3 separate regions of the Sus scrofa genome follow, and all the other regions are linked to region 2. Evidence: chromatin contacts called from public Hi-C data. All regions are on one chromosome and are shown on one strand. The core of a region is the stretch at or near the end of the contact, and the rest is flanking DNA. Distances in the headings are between cores, read along the strand shown. Region 1 holds the start of LOC100156967 (cytochrome c oxidase subunit 5A, mitochondrial). Region 2 holds the start of IMP3 (IMP3, U3 small nucleolar ribonucleoprotein). Region 3 holds the start of SCAMP5 (secretory carrier-associated membrane protein 5).

Region 1 (4,493 bases), core at 1,976-4,475, 600 kb after region 2:
AAGATGGCCCCCAGGATTCACATCCTTTGGTCCCCTGGTATAATCAGGGCTGAACCTGTGAATATGATGGCATATCATTCCCAAGATTAAGCTACTAATCCATTCATTTTGAGTTGATCAAAAGAGAGATTACTTTGACTGTGCCTGAGCTGATTAGATGAGGTCCTTAAAAGAGGGTGAGGTGTCAGAGATACTCTCCCACTGGTATGAAGAAATAAGCAGTGGTATTGTGAGAGGGCCTGTGGAGGGTCCACATGTATGGTAAGGCCCTGAGGGTGGCCTCTAGTTGCTAAGAGTGATCGTTGGCTGACAGTAAGAAAAAATGTGGACTCGGTCCTACAACGCCAAAGAACTGGATTCTGCCAACCATCTAAACAAGCTCGGGGAAGAGGACTCTGAGCTCCAGATGAGACCAGAGTCCCGACTGACATCTTGATTTCAGTCTTATAAGATCCTCAGTAGAAAACCAGTTATGCTATGAAGGCATAACTCTGACCTACAGAAACTGGGATATAATAAATGGGGACTCTTTTGCGTTTTTGGCCAGGCCTGCAGCATGCAGAAGTTCCAGAGCCAGTGATCAAATCCACATCATGGCAGTGACAAGCCAGATCCTTAACCCAATGAGCCACCAGGGAATTCCAAGAATCTTTACTGGTTTGTTTGATTGCTTGCTTTTTCAGCCCCATCCAGAGCATGTGAAAGTTCCTAGGTTCATCTATGACTTATGCCACAGCTGCAGCAGCTGCAGCAACACGGGATCCTTAACCCACTGTTCTAGGCCAAGGATTCAACCCAGCAAAGCCACAGAGGCAAGCCAGATCATTAACCCAATGTGTCACAGTGGGAACTCCAAATGGGTATTGTTTTAAGTTGCTTAGTTTGTGGTAAATTGTTAGGCAGCAATAGAAAACTAATACAAGTGATGAGGGCTAAGAACTGCCCTCAAGGTAACAAGTGGTTCAGAGTTCACTGAGAAGCCAGCAAAGCCTACCTTTAGGGGTGGTAGGGAAAGAAAACAATTTCTAGAGTCAGACAAACCTGGGCTCTAAGCACTACTATTTATTAGCTATGTGATTCTTAGGCAAATATCCTTTGAGCCTATTTCTTCATCTTTAAAATAGGGATAAATTCTTATCTCACAACATTGTTATGAGGCTTAGATGAGATAATAAATAATTTATAGCATGCAGTGGTACATAATAAATTACACTCATTTTTTTTTCTTTTTCAGCCACACCTGTGGCATATGGGAGTCCCAGGCCAGGGATCCAATCTGAACTGCAGCTACAACAACTGCCACAGCTGCAGCAAAGCAGGATCTTTAACCCACTTCTCTGGGTAGCAGATTAAACCCGTACCTCTGCAGAGACAACACCAGATTCTTCATCCACTGCACCACAGCGGGAACTCCACTACAGTCATGATTGTTTTTGAAAACAACAACCAAAACATACCACACTCCAGTTCTCAATCTAAGGTACTGTAGCAAAGTGGAGAGACTAAGAGCAAAGACCAGATGGAGTGTGGAAGTTCCCAGACCAGAGATGCCTGTACCACAGCAGCGATGCAGGTTGCTGCAGTGAAGATGTGGATCCTTAATGCCACGTGCCGCAAGAGAACTACAGTGCTTTCTTAAGTATGGGAACGCTGACCTTGTCCTGAGCTTCCAGCTCTTAAGATATTTGGAGAATATTAATTAAACTCAAAGAGGCAAAACTTCCCCTGGTGTTGTTTGGTTAAGTTGGTGGGGGAAAATGGGGACAGGTGCTTTGGGGTTTTTTTGTTTGTTTGTTTTTACTTTTGGCCACAACCAGGGGCATATGTAAGTTCCTGGACCAAGGACTGAACCCTCACCATAGCAGTGACTCAAACCACTGCAGTGATAACATCCAGCTCCTTAACCCACTATGCTGCAAGGGAACTCTCAGAGGACAGGTGCTTTGAGAAAAGCTTTTTTATCCGTTTCCCAGCCAGATTCATACCTCCTAAGGCCACACTGCTAGGGAAGAAAAAGAGATCAACACTGATTTTCTGGAGACAGAGCCTGGAGTGAGGAAGAGGAGCTGAATATCCATCTTTTCTTTCTTCAGTGGGTCCAGGGATAGAGAATGAGTGATTACAAGTCAAGAATCTTTACTACTTAACTCTTGGTGGCTGCGAGATAATTCAGGCCTGGGGCAAGCAGGCCCACTGCCCAGGAGCTCAAAATCAGAATGCAGTTACTGAGGCCAGATTTGATATTAAGAGTCTTGGGATTTAATCGACCCCTTCCTGTAGGGACTGGAAGTGGTGGTTTCCCCAGAAACATCCAGGTGAGTCCTGGAACTGGGGATTTGGTGAAAAGAGAGTCAATTGCCTGCAAGAAATCTAATTTCTGAGGCTGTTTCCTTCTCTGTAAAGTGATTGCACTCATATTTTTTTTCCAATTTTTGGCCGCCCCGTGGCATATGGAGATCCTGGGCCAGGGAACAGATTCCAAGGTAATCGCCACTCAAGTCGTAGCTGCGGCAACACCGGGTCCTTAACCCACTATGCGTGGCAGGGGATGGAACCCTGGTCTCAGAGCTCCCAAGACACGGCCAATCCCGCCTGTGGCGCCCCAGCGGGAGCTCCTCCACTCATTTCCTAATGCTTGCGGATTTGTTATACAGGAATATTGCTGTTGATCCCTGTTATGGCGCAGGGGAAAATAATCCGACTAGTAACCATGAGGTTGAGGGTTCCATCCCTGGCCTCACTCAGTGGGTTAAGGATCCGGCGTTGCGGTGAGCCATGGTGTAGGTTGCAGACGCCGCTAGGATCTGGCGTTGCTATGGCTGCAGCATAGGCTGGCGGCTACAGCTCCAATTCCACCCTTAGCCTGGAAACTTCCATTATGTTGCAGGTGCGGCCCTAAAAAGCAAAAAAAAAAAAAAAAGATTAGTTGCTAATAAGATCTTATACACAAGCAGTTGTTTTGCCCCCACTTGTTCTCTTATTGTAGGCTCACACCAGGTGGTAAACAAAAAAGATATTTTTATTATAATTTGTCGTTATTATTGTTATCGTTCCCATTTTGAGGTGCTGGAGTCGCCTCTCGAGCCTGTCCACTGCTGTCCTCTGCCATCCTACCATCCTAGCTCCACAATAGCAGATCTGGTCCACGCCCAGACCCGGGCGGCGGGGCGGGGCGCGGCGCCGAAATGGTTTGTCCTGAACGCGCCGCCGTAGGCCGCCTGCGGCCGCGTGTGGCCCCTTTCCGCCTAGGCGCGAGCGCCGCAGTGGGAGGGCCTCCACGCTCCGCCCGCCCTGCGTCGGTGCGTGAGTTCGGCCCCCACGAGCTTCGAAGCGGCCCTTGAGCTCACACCCGGCTTTGCCTTAGCGTTAACCTGCGCGCCGCCATCGCCGTCATGCTAGGCGCCGCTGTTCGCCGCTGCTCCGTAGCAGCAGCCGCAGTCGCCCGGGCCAGCCCTCGAGGCCTTCTGCACCCCACTCCGACCCCCGGCCCCGCCGCCGGTAAGGCTCCCGCCTGCCACTGTCCGCGCCCGCGTGTCCTTGTGGTGACCTGGGCCCCCGCCGCCATGCGAGGGCAGGCTCGCCCAGAGGCCTAGCCCCTGCCCTGCGGGCCGACGGCCGAACCTGAGGACCGCTAGCCATTCCCGCCGCCGCCGAGTTGTGGAGGACTCGAGGGCGCGTCCCGGGGTCCTCCCTTGGCGCGACTTCCTGGTGCGGGCACCGCGGACCGGTCGAGCGTGGACCTGCTGTGGGTGCACCTCCCGCGCCCACTGGACCTCTTCGGTCCCCGGGCCATGACCGTGCCCTGGCGTTGATCCTGCGGCCACTGACTGGGAGTGGCTACCGCCGGCCTGCAGCGCTTCCGCGAAGGTGACATTGAGCTCAGGGTAGAAGGCGGGAGTGGCCCCTCCGGGGACCCTGGCACCGCCGCCCGCAGCCTCTTCCGAGAACACTTTATACTTCCGTGACTGGGACACAGTGTAGTCTTTTCATCAGGCATTTCTCGTTACCGTTTTGTGTGTCACTTTCTCCAGCCGTTCTTTTATTTTTAGACACTGTTGTGCCATGTTTTAATTCTTCCATCTTTACATTAGATCAGTGTATGTGGTTGTTTCCTGAGGTCTGGAAGAGAGCCTGACTTGATAGGTCTTAGGATAAGAATATTACTGTTTGGAAAACGGGGTACCACAGACCCAGGAGTCCTGGGTCCTACAAACTTGGAGAAGTTTTATTTTTTATTTGTGCTTCCGGCTAGAAGTCTGGTTGCTGGAGTATGAGATGTTCTGCTGATTTCTGTCTCTTATTTTGCCTTCTGCTTAATATGTGTTCCAGGAGACTTTGTGTCCAGCACTGAACTTTTAATTATTGTAAATGCACTTTAAAAAATTTATTGGAATATAGTTGGCTCACAGTGTTGTGCCCATTTCTTGTAACTGCGCTTTGATCTTGGTGCGTGACGGTAGCATATGCTAACGTTATAAAATTTAAACATGCAC
Region 2 (4,690 bases), core at 1,419-3,918:
GATTCGTTAACCACTGAGCCATGACAGGAACTCCTCCACTGTCACTTTTAAGGTCATTTGTGATTACATGAGACTCACCCAGTTACCCAGTTAATCCAGGACAATGTTACCATCTCAAGATCTTTAATTTAATCACATCTGCAAAATCCCTTTTGTCATTGTAAGGTAGTATTCACGGGTTCTGGGTAGACACCTTTGGGGGGCCATTTTTTTTTCTCTCTTTTTTTTAAGATTTTTATTTTTTCTATTATAGATGATTTACAATGTTCTGTTGGAGGGGCCATTTTTTACTTGCCCCACAATCCAATAGAAAAATAGACAAAAGACAGGGAGAAGCATTATATAGAGGAGGAAACACATATGAAATCTTTATTTACCAGGAAATGCAAATTAAAGTCACAATGAAATACCATCACACACTCACCAAATTGGCAAACATTTAAAAAAATCTAACACCAAGCGTTGAAAAGAATGGGGAGCAAAGGGAAGTCTCATGCACTGTCAAAGCAATATAAAGTGGTACAGCCACTTTGGAAAACAATTTGGCAATATCTAGTAAAGCTGAACATGCACTTTACAACTCAGCAATTCAATTTGAAGATGTATAGGAGAAGCTACTGCATATGTGCAAGGAGAAATCTAAAAGAATGTGAATGGCAGCACTGCTAAAAATAGCCCCTCCAAAAAAATCCAACAGGAAATGGATTAATAAATTGGATAAAACCAAACAATAGAATATTACATAGCAGTTAAAAAAAAAGCAACTGCAGCCATGTATAATAAACTCCACATGATGCCATGTCTTCTAAGCAACACTTCTCAAATGTATGTGTACAAATTACCTTGATATCTGATTAAAAGTAGATTCTGATTCTGTAGGTCAGGAATGGGGCCTGAAATTCTGCATTTCCAATAGATCTCTGCTGATCCTCAGGCTACACTCTGAGTGAGACGGTTTTCAGGGATGCATTTACAATAATAAAACTGTTTTTCTTTTTCTTTTTCTTTCTTTCTTTCTTTATTTATTTATTTACTTTTTTGTCTTTTTGCTATTTCTTTGGGCCGCTCCGGAGGCATATGGAGGTTCCCAGGCTAGGGGTCGAATCGGAGCTGTAGCCACTGTCCTACACCAGAGCCACAGCAACATGCGGGATCTGAGCCGGGTCGCTCGCAGCAAAGCCGGATCGTTAACCCACTGAGCAAGGGCAGGGACCGAACCCGCAACCTCATGGTTCCTAGTCGGATTCGTTAACCACTGCGCTACGACGGGAACTCCCCTATTTTTCTTTTTAAATGAAGGGTAAAAATAAACACTAAATTGAGGAGAGTAGCTACCTTTACCTCTGGCCGGGAGAGTGGCTGGAATAGGTAGATGAGGTGGTCCTAGTGACCCTTATACTGGCTGTGGGTCCCTAAGTACTCATTATACTTTGTATCTTACATATGTTACATACAGTATTTTCCATATGTCAAATACTTTATTTAAAAAAATAAAAAGCATAAAAAACCCACAATGATCAGCGAAGAAGCTAGGTGGCGTCAAAGTCTTGAGCAAATAAAGAGGTTAGTCCTGTAGCACTACACTAAGATTTTTTAAATTTTATTTTAACGCTATACTGAGATAAAACAGATATTGCCAGCCGAAAATGTGCTAAACTTGTTAACTAAATACTTGGGACCAGAAATCCACCCTGACAAGCTATTTCGCTTGAGCCGAGATTAAAGGGTCAGGACTTGTACTTACTATCCAAGCTTTTCAAACTTACTGGGTTTTATGAATCACCTGTCATTCTTGTTAACAATACAGATTTTGGGAGTTTCCGTAGTGGTGCCTTGGTTAAGGAATCCAACTAGGAACCATGAGGTTGCAGTTCGATCCCTGGCCTTGCTCAGTGGGTTAAGGATCCGGAGACGCGGCCTCAGATCCTGCGTTGCTGTGGCTTTGACCTAGGCCGGTGGCTACAGCTCTGATTAGACCCCTAGCCTGGGAACCTCCATATGCCGCGGGAGCAGCTCTAGAAAAGGCAAAAAGACAAAAAAATAATAAAAATACAGATTTCTAGGTGACTCCTGTGTCGATCCGATTCAGTCCATGTAGGAAGCAACCTGGGAATCAGTATTTCATAGGTTAGGTGGATTCCAGCCCCACTTGGCAGAAAGAAACTGCTCCGCCCACTTGGTGATTAACCTGGGGTTCGTGGGCGGTGGAGATACCGGGTCAGCCCTGGCCTGCTCCAGGAAGCACCCCCCACCAAGGTGGGAGGACCCCGCCACACACACAACGATCAATTAGCACAGTAGATCAAACTAGAGCGGCAGTCTTCCGTCTTTCCCGGAACTGGTCTCTTTTGCTCTTGTGGGAGAGACTTTGAGATCCCTTGAATGGCAAAAGTCTTAAAGAGAGGAAACTATTACAGCACCAGGTGGTAAATCATTTGCAACTTAAAACCGCTCAGCCTTGCCTCGGGACCGCCCCCTGCCTCCGTCAGCAGTTCTGCCCGGCTTCTCTTGGAGAACGCGGAGAAAAACGCGAGATACGGACTCAGGGCCGTGACTCCACTTTGACCAATGGAAATAGGGGGCGTGGCACCGAGCCTTTCTTTCATTGGCTCAGAGTTCCCAGGGTGGCCCGGGCTTGGCATGCGGGGGCGGAAGTCGCTCGGGTTCCGGAACACGCTCTGAGCCTCTGGTCCAGCGGTATCGGAGCCGCCATCATGGTGCGGAAGCTTAAGTTCCACGAGCAAAAGCTGCTGAAGCAGGTGGACTTCCTAAACTGGGAGGTCACCGACCATAACCTGCATGAGCTTCGCGTGTTGCGGCGTTATCGGCTGCAGCGGCGGGAGGACTACACGCGCTACAACCAACTGAGCCGTGCTGTACGCGAACTGGCGCGGCGCCTGCGGGACTTGCCGGAGCGGGACCCTTTTCGCGTGCGCGCTTCGGCAGCGCTGCTGGACAAGCTGTATGCTCTCGGCCTAGTGCCCACGCGCGGGTCGCTGGAACTATGCGATTTCGTCACTGCCTCGTCCTTTTGCCGCCGCCGCCTGCCCACGGTGCTCCTTAAGCTGCGCATGGCTCAACACCTCCAGGCCGCCGTGACTTTCGTAGAGCAGGGCCACGTGCGCGTGGGCCCCGACGTGGTCACGGATCCCGCCTTCCTTGTCACGCGCAGCATGGAGGACTTTGTTACCTGGGTTGACTCGTCCAAGATCAAGCGGCACGTGCTGGAGTACAATGAGGAGCGTGACGACTTCGATCTGGAAGCCTAGCGGGTCCTCCCTCCCTAGGACGGCATTTTATAGATGCAGAAGCCCAGACCTGATGCCTGAGATTCTGTGAGGACGCTCTCCCAGAAGTGTGTCAGCTAGTCGTCGGTTATTAAGAACTTGGCTCCTCAGCTACAAGCCACGCGCGGAGCCAAAGGGTACGCCCGTTTTCCACGAATTTTTCTTAGCCTTTGGACGATTTAGAATTAAATGACTGCCTTTAGAGACCATGAGAAGCGGTTTTGTGCTTCACTGGGGAGTTGTTAGATTTTGGTACCTGAAACATCGTAGTGTGAAAGAAAGGACTTTGCGGGGGGGGGCACCCCTACATTTCCCTTTCATCTTCTTGTAGGACAGTTTGGTTTAACTTATTTAACTCGAATTCTTACTCCTCTTCTTGATTAAGCTGTGTACAGATGTTGGAGAGTTTGGTCTCAAGTTTTCATAAAATGGGTGATATTTTAGTGTTCTGAGTCTTTTTTTCTTGTTTAAAGGAATGCTCTCCTAATGCCAATAAATGGCTTAACTACCGTTAAAGTGTACATTTTTTCTTGTTTTCTCACATAGGGTCACATCTATAGGTCTCCTTGGTTCAGGAACCCAGAGAAGAGGAATAGTGACAGCAGCGATCTGCCTATGGCTGAGGCCAGCAGTAGGGCCTGCGTGTGGAGGTTGCAGGATGTTGTACAAGGCTGGACAAATTTGTTAGTTTACCAATCCCTTCCTTGGAATGAGTGTTTTGGCAGAGGCCTTCCCCACAGGGCTTCCTGTTGACATTCCAAGTCCAGGAAATACCGCATTAGAGGGCTGAAGTGTTTGCTTGCCTAAGGAAATAATCACCCTGTAGCTTGGCCATCTAGTGGTTAGAAGTGGCCCAGGAGGTTCCTGGAAACTTAGATAGTCTTAGGAGTGGGGCCCTCCAGAGGTCCCAGGGCTGCCTGCCCAGAGCAGAACCTGGACCACCTCTGCCCATCACAGCCCAGCATCACTCCCTGCCCAGCCTTTAGTTTAGACAAAGGTGAATTCTAATTCTCAGTTGGGGTGGGTTTTATAGAGAAGCCATGGATGGATTGGGAATCAGGGAACCTAGCCTGACGACAGTGGAGGAATATGAAGCTAGAGGCCCTGATCTAATCCAGCCCCCTCCCTGGAAGCGGGAGTAGGGAAACGACCTCACTCATGCAAGAGATTTTCATATTAAGTAAATCAGACAAACAGTGCATGATATTACTTATATGGGGAATCGAAAAGATGATAAAAATGAACTTATTTGCAAAACAAATAGACTCAAGACATAGAAAACAAATGTATGATTACCAAGAGGGGGCAAATTAGAAGTTTGGGATTAACACACAGTATTATATTAAAACAGGAGTTCCCGTTGTGGCTCAGCAGGTTAAGAACCCAGATAGTATCCATTAGGT
Region 3 (4,497 bases), core at 755-3,254, 550 kb after region 2:
ACCAGTTATTGTGCACCAAGTGTCACTCACTCTCATCCAATCTCATCCTCATTCCCTCGTGGATAGGCTTCTAGGAGAGACCCAGCACAGGGCAGGGGACAGAGTACAGTTAATTGTGTTCTTACTTAAGACTTGGACACCCTCCCAAGGGGTGGGAGTGGAGCAACTGATGCCCTCCCCCAATTAGGCTAAGCTCACAGCTTCTGTCAACCCTGCTGTACCCCACTTCCTTAAGGAAACCTATAGAGGCTCCAGGCTGTCAGCAAGGAAGGAAGTGCAGCCAGTAGAGGAACTGCTATGGGGAGGGGGCAGGGACACAGAGAAGAAGGCTGAGGGAGCGGGGAGGAAAGGAAAAGGAAGAGGGAGAAGAACTGGGAGGGACGCTCTAAACTAGAACAAGCAGCTTCCTCAAGGGAGGTCAGTACTTAGTCCTATTATTTCATCCCTAGAGAAAGGTGCTGGCAAAGAGATACTCAGAGAGGGGAATCAATTTGTTCAGAGGTGGCCAGCCAGGGAAAGAGTTAAAGAAACAGGAACAAAGACCAAGATCCCCATCCAGAGCTCCCTTCCCAGGACCCTGCTGACTCTCCATGGGTTTGCTAGACCTAAGAAGATTCTTTTCCTGTGGCCCAATGACCAGAAACAGTCCTCTCTTAGCAACTCAAGCTCATCAAACCCAGATCAAATCTCAACTAACAAGATCTGTGCAGCCCCTAACAAAACCTCTCTGCCAGTCATGCCCCTGCAAGAACAATTTCCCTCTTTCAGAAGCTTGCCTCTTGGAAGCAGAACAGGTAGGGCACAGACTGCAAAATTCTCCATACTCTCCCACACCATGGGCACCATCACGTGGCTGGGCTCACAGGCCAGGCTCCCCAAAGCTATGCTTAGTTCCCACCTCTATGCCTTTGCCCAGACTGTTCCCCAGAAATCCCCTCTCTTATCCTTCCTCTCATCCAAATCTCACCTCCTCCAAGAAGCCTGGCTCTTGCCTCCCATTTTCCTTGTGTTCATGGCGTCCACGGGAAAAGTCGGCCTTGCCCTCCCTAAACACCTCATCCCGCAGTTGGGGCATTACCGGTTTGAACCGCCTGAGATAGCGAATTCTCACTCTATTTGGTTTTCTCAACCACTGGATCTGAAACTCCCAGAGGCAGAGACAGGGATGGGTTCCCAAACAGCTCACCCCCAGCCGCGTGACCGACTCCTGTCACTGTTAGAATAAGCTTCATCCAGCGTCCCCAACACACTATCCCAAACCCCTGCTGGACCCCTGGCTCAAGCCAATGCACCCACCCTATGAAATTCCGCGGCGGCTCAGACTAGCGGTCCAAAGGTCCGCTGTCTCGGGTTGGCAAAGGTTGAGGGGTAGGAAGTACAACCTGGGTCGACCTACAGGCGCCTCTTGTGAGGAAGGACCCAAAGAAGGTCACAGTCACCCTCCCTCCGGGCGCCCCCATCCCAGGCTGAGTGCGCCATCCCCAGGAGGTGGGAGCCTGTTTCCAGGGAACGCCAGGTGGGGCTGGGGTGGGGGTGGGATGGAGGGCCCAAGGCCCGGGCTCCAGATTCTAGGGGTCTTACGTCATCCAAGACTCGGGTTCCCTCTGCGGGAACCAGGAGTGGGATGATGGAGGTTAAGGGGCAGCCAGGGCGCTATTCCTCCGCCCCAAGCAGGGAAGGTCACTTCCACTCTCCACCTCTTCAGCTCCGCCTGCCCCCTGCAGCCAAAGGTGAGGTGTAGAGGTACAAAGCTGGATATGGGGTGACTCCCCTCTCGCCCTGAGCCCAACTTCCCTGCAAAGCCTTTCTCTGGGCCTTTAGGCCCGGTACTCACCCGCCGCTGCCGCTTGGCTGCCGAAAGGCCGCCGCGCTGTGTGCGCTAAACCCAGCGATGCGGCGCGGAGCCGGCCGCGAGCCGCTCCAGGGCTGGGGCGGGGTGCGTGCGCGCGCGAGCCTCAGGCAAGCTCCTCGCGCGCGCGCCCGCGCCGCCCCTGCCTGCAGCAGCCGCTCTCGCGAGATTCTCGTGCTTCCTCTAGGGCTGCTTCCCCTGTTCTCGCGAGAAAGGAGGCTTGGCTGCCCCTGCACCTCCCAGGAGCTGTCCGAGGCACTAAGTTCCTGGACAGGGCTGGATCAGGTGTTCGGCAGGCACAAAGGGGAAAAGAACAAGGCGAGGACGTCAAGGAAGAGACCCAGAAGTGGAAGTCTGGTACCAACAACCAGAACCTCAGCTTTCAAATCTGTAAACTGTGGAGAATAACTTCCCATGCGGATCCCAGGAGCTGCTGGGACATAGCAGAAAGGAAGAGTGAAAGCGAGCTTTGAGAGCAGGAGAGTGTGGTAACTGATGAAGGCCTTCGGATCCACAGCCCTAAGGTGACAGAAAGGGGATAGAGAATGGAAGATCAGAGATGAGTCATAAAGAGACAGAAATGACACATAAACAAGGACACACAGATCCAAAAAAGATAAAAAATAGACAGGAGCGGAGAGCCATGAACATACAGACATAGAAACACAAAGAGAGACGTGGAGAGATGAAGATTTGGAGAGAAAAAAGACAAGGAATGACAGAGGAGAGAGAGCACAACTAAGTGAGAAAGAGGTAAAAAATAGGGCTTGACAAGGTACACAGAGGAATAGAAAGGGGAGGCTTAGAATCAGAAAAAGGAAGGAAGAAAGAAGGAAATCGTGATATGCAGAGATGAACACTGAAAGTGATTAAAGACCAGGATAAATGTTTAAAACCCAAAACTAATGAGGATTGAGAGAGATGCACTTGGAGAGATGGGGCTGGGAGTGAAAGACAGGCTTTTATTGTGAGTGATGTTTACATTGTAAACTCCTGCGGATATCTACAGCCAGCGCCACCCTCTGTCTTGCCAGACAGAGTGGCTCCTGCCCTCCACAGTGCCCTCCACCCACACCATCCTAGGCCTAGAATGGGGCCTCAGTGGGTGGGAGACACTGTGGGGATTCTTTGCCCAGAATAAGGGCCCATTGTCTGTCTCCAGCCTGCTGGGAGTGGGCCTCACTCCCACAGCTGGGATAGAAAGAGGATAGGAGTAAAGAAAGGCAGATGAGAATTAGTGCAAGAGAGGCAAGAAAAGGGAGGGACCCTCAGTAGCTGTGGACTTTTAATCAGGAAACATAATCTGTGTCCATCAGGACAGAAGAGTCATGGGCCATAAGGCAAGGCTTCTTTTGGTCCTGATTCTAGTTCATTTGTATGGTCACTGCTCTCTATCCTGCTATAAGACAAGCATTAGCTGATTTACAGAGTTGTGAGAGCACCCAATGAAATGATGAATGGGACCCTGAGGAGGTTATCAAGCACGACTTCTACAGGAGAGATGTTGGGAATCCACGTGGGCCTCAGGAAAGATATGGGGGTTCATATGAGTCTTTAGGAGAGGGGTCTGAGGTCCACATTGAAGCCTACAATGGAGATGTCTGGGGTCCACATGGAATTTACAAGAGATGTCTTGTGGACTATGTGGGTCCCATAGGAGGAATGTTTGCTTTAGCGTCTGATAGCCGCAGATGACTTTCCCCAATCAGGAGAATTAGAAGGGCCTCCTATTCGGCTAACAACTGAAGCAGGAAAAGTCCCCAGGTCCAAAGTCAGAAGCCCATCTTTGTTCCAGTGGATCATACCCACATCAGAATTTGGGTAAATAGAAAGAAACAATACTTCAGAAGTTACAATCATTTAAACAAACTTTCATCCAACAAGAATTTGTTGATCACCTATGAGAAAGAACATAGTGCAATGGTTAGGAATATGTACCTAGAATGCAGACTGCCTGCCCCTTCCCAGTTGTATACGTTTGAGCAGGCACTCGTCCTTACCGAATGTTAGTTTTCCACATATGTAAAATAAGGGTGATGATAATAGTACCTATGTCTTAAAGTTCCTTTGAGGATGAAATGAATTAACAGATGTAGACATATGTAACAATTGGGACAGTGCCTGGTACACCATAAGTGTCTAATAAGTGCTAGCTCATACTGCATACTAGGCTCTGGGGACATGTCTTTCTCATGGTGGAGGGCAGGAGCGAGAAGGCCGGAGTCAAAACATGCAATAACAAATATAATGCTTCTTCTCAAATGTGACAAATGTCCTGTCTGCTCACTTACCACTCATCAAAGCATGTCCTATGGCTAATGCATGGACAACAGGGAGACTTGCTCCCTCTAGAGGATGTAAGGCCTGACAAACAGAATGTTTAATCCTACAGCAGGGAAGGAGCAAGTGACAGGGAACAGTAATTCAGTCCCCCACAGGGCCCGCTTCAGGCTGCTTATATTTTCCTGCTTAGATATGGTTTAATGAGTCATGTCTATGCAAGAGCCTCTGGGAGAATATCTATGTTACAGGACAATAAGCAACTGGAAAGAAAAGAGGACTAGTAGCATTTACTAAACCCTAAACATGTCTGAGCGAGATGCTAAGCCTCATGACTATCCTATGAAGTAAATGCTTCTATCCTCATT

What was found. Hi-C and Micro-C count contacts between places; a contact is called where the count stands out from the background.
Region 1: a Hi-C map of liver shows a contact between it and region 2, with 4 times the contacts expected there. The contact joins the promoter of LOC100156967 here to the promoter of IMP3 in region 2. A contact is called at or near these places in 1 of 5 promoter capture datasets (liver), 1 of 47 Hi-C or Micro-C datasets (liver) and 1 of 2 datasets of contacts at active chromatin or transcription factors (alveolar macrophages).
Region 3: a Hi-C map of liver shows a contact between it and region 2, with 5 times the contacts expected there. The contact joins the promoter of SCAMP5 here to the promoter of IMP3 in region 2. A contact is called at or near these places in 1 of 47 Hi-C or Micro-C datasets (liver) and 2 of 2 datasets of contacts at active chromatin or transcription factors (alveolar macrophages and skeletal muscle).

The regions. Positions count from the first base shown.
Region 1 is chr7:58,619,744-58,624,236 of Sscrofa11.1, forward strand. It overlaps LOC100156967 (cytochrome c oxidase subunit 5A, mitochondrial), which reads left to right and starts at 3,226. Exons shown (of 5, transcript XM_005666147.2): 1 at 3,226-3,498. The coding sequence starts at 3,393.
Region 2 is chr7:58,020,700-58,025,389 of Sscrofa11.1, forward strand. It overlaps IMP3 (IMP3, U3 small nucleolar ribonucleoprotein), which reads left to right and starts at 2,669. Exons shown (of 1, transcript NM_001243292.1): 1 at 2,669-3,797. The coding sequence starts at 2,715. The coding sequence ends at 3,269.
Region 3 is chr7:58,575,890-58,580,386 of Sscrofa11.1, forward strand. SCAMP5 (secretory carrier-associated membrane protein 5) reads right to left here and starts at 2,005. Exons shown (of 7, transcript XM_001924572.4): 1 at 1,835-2,005.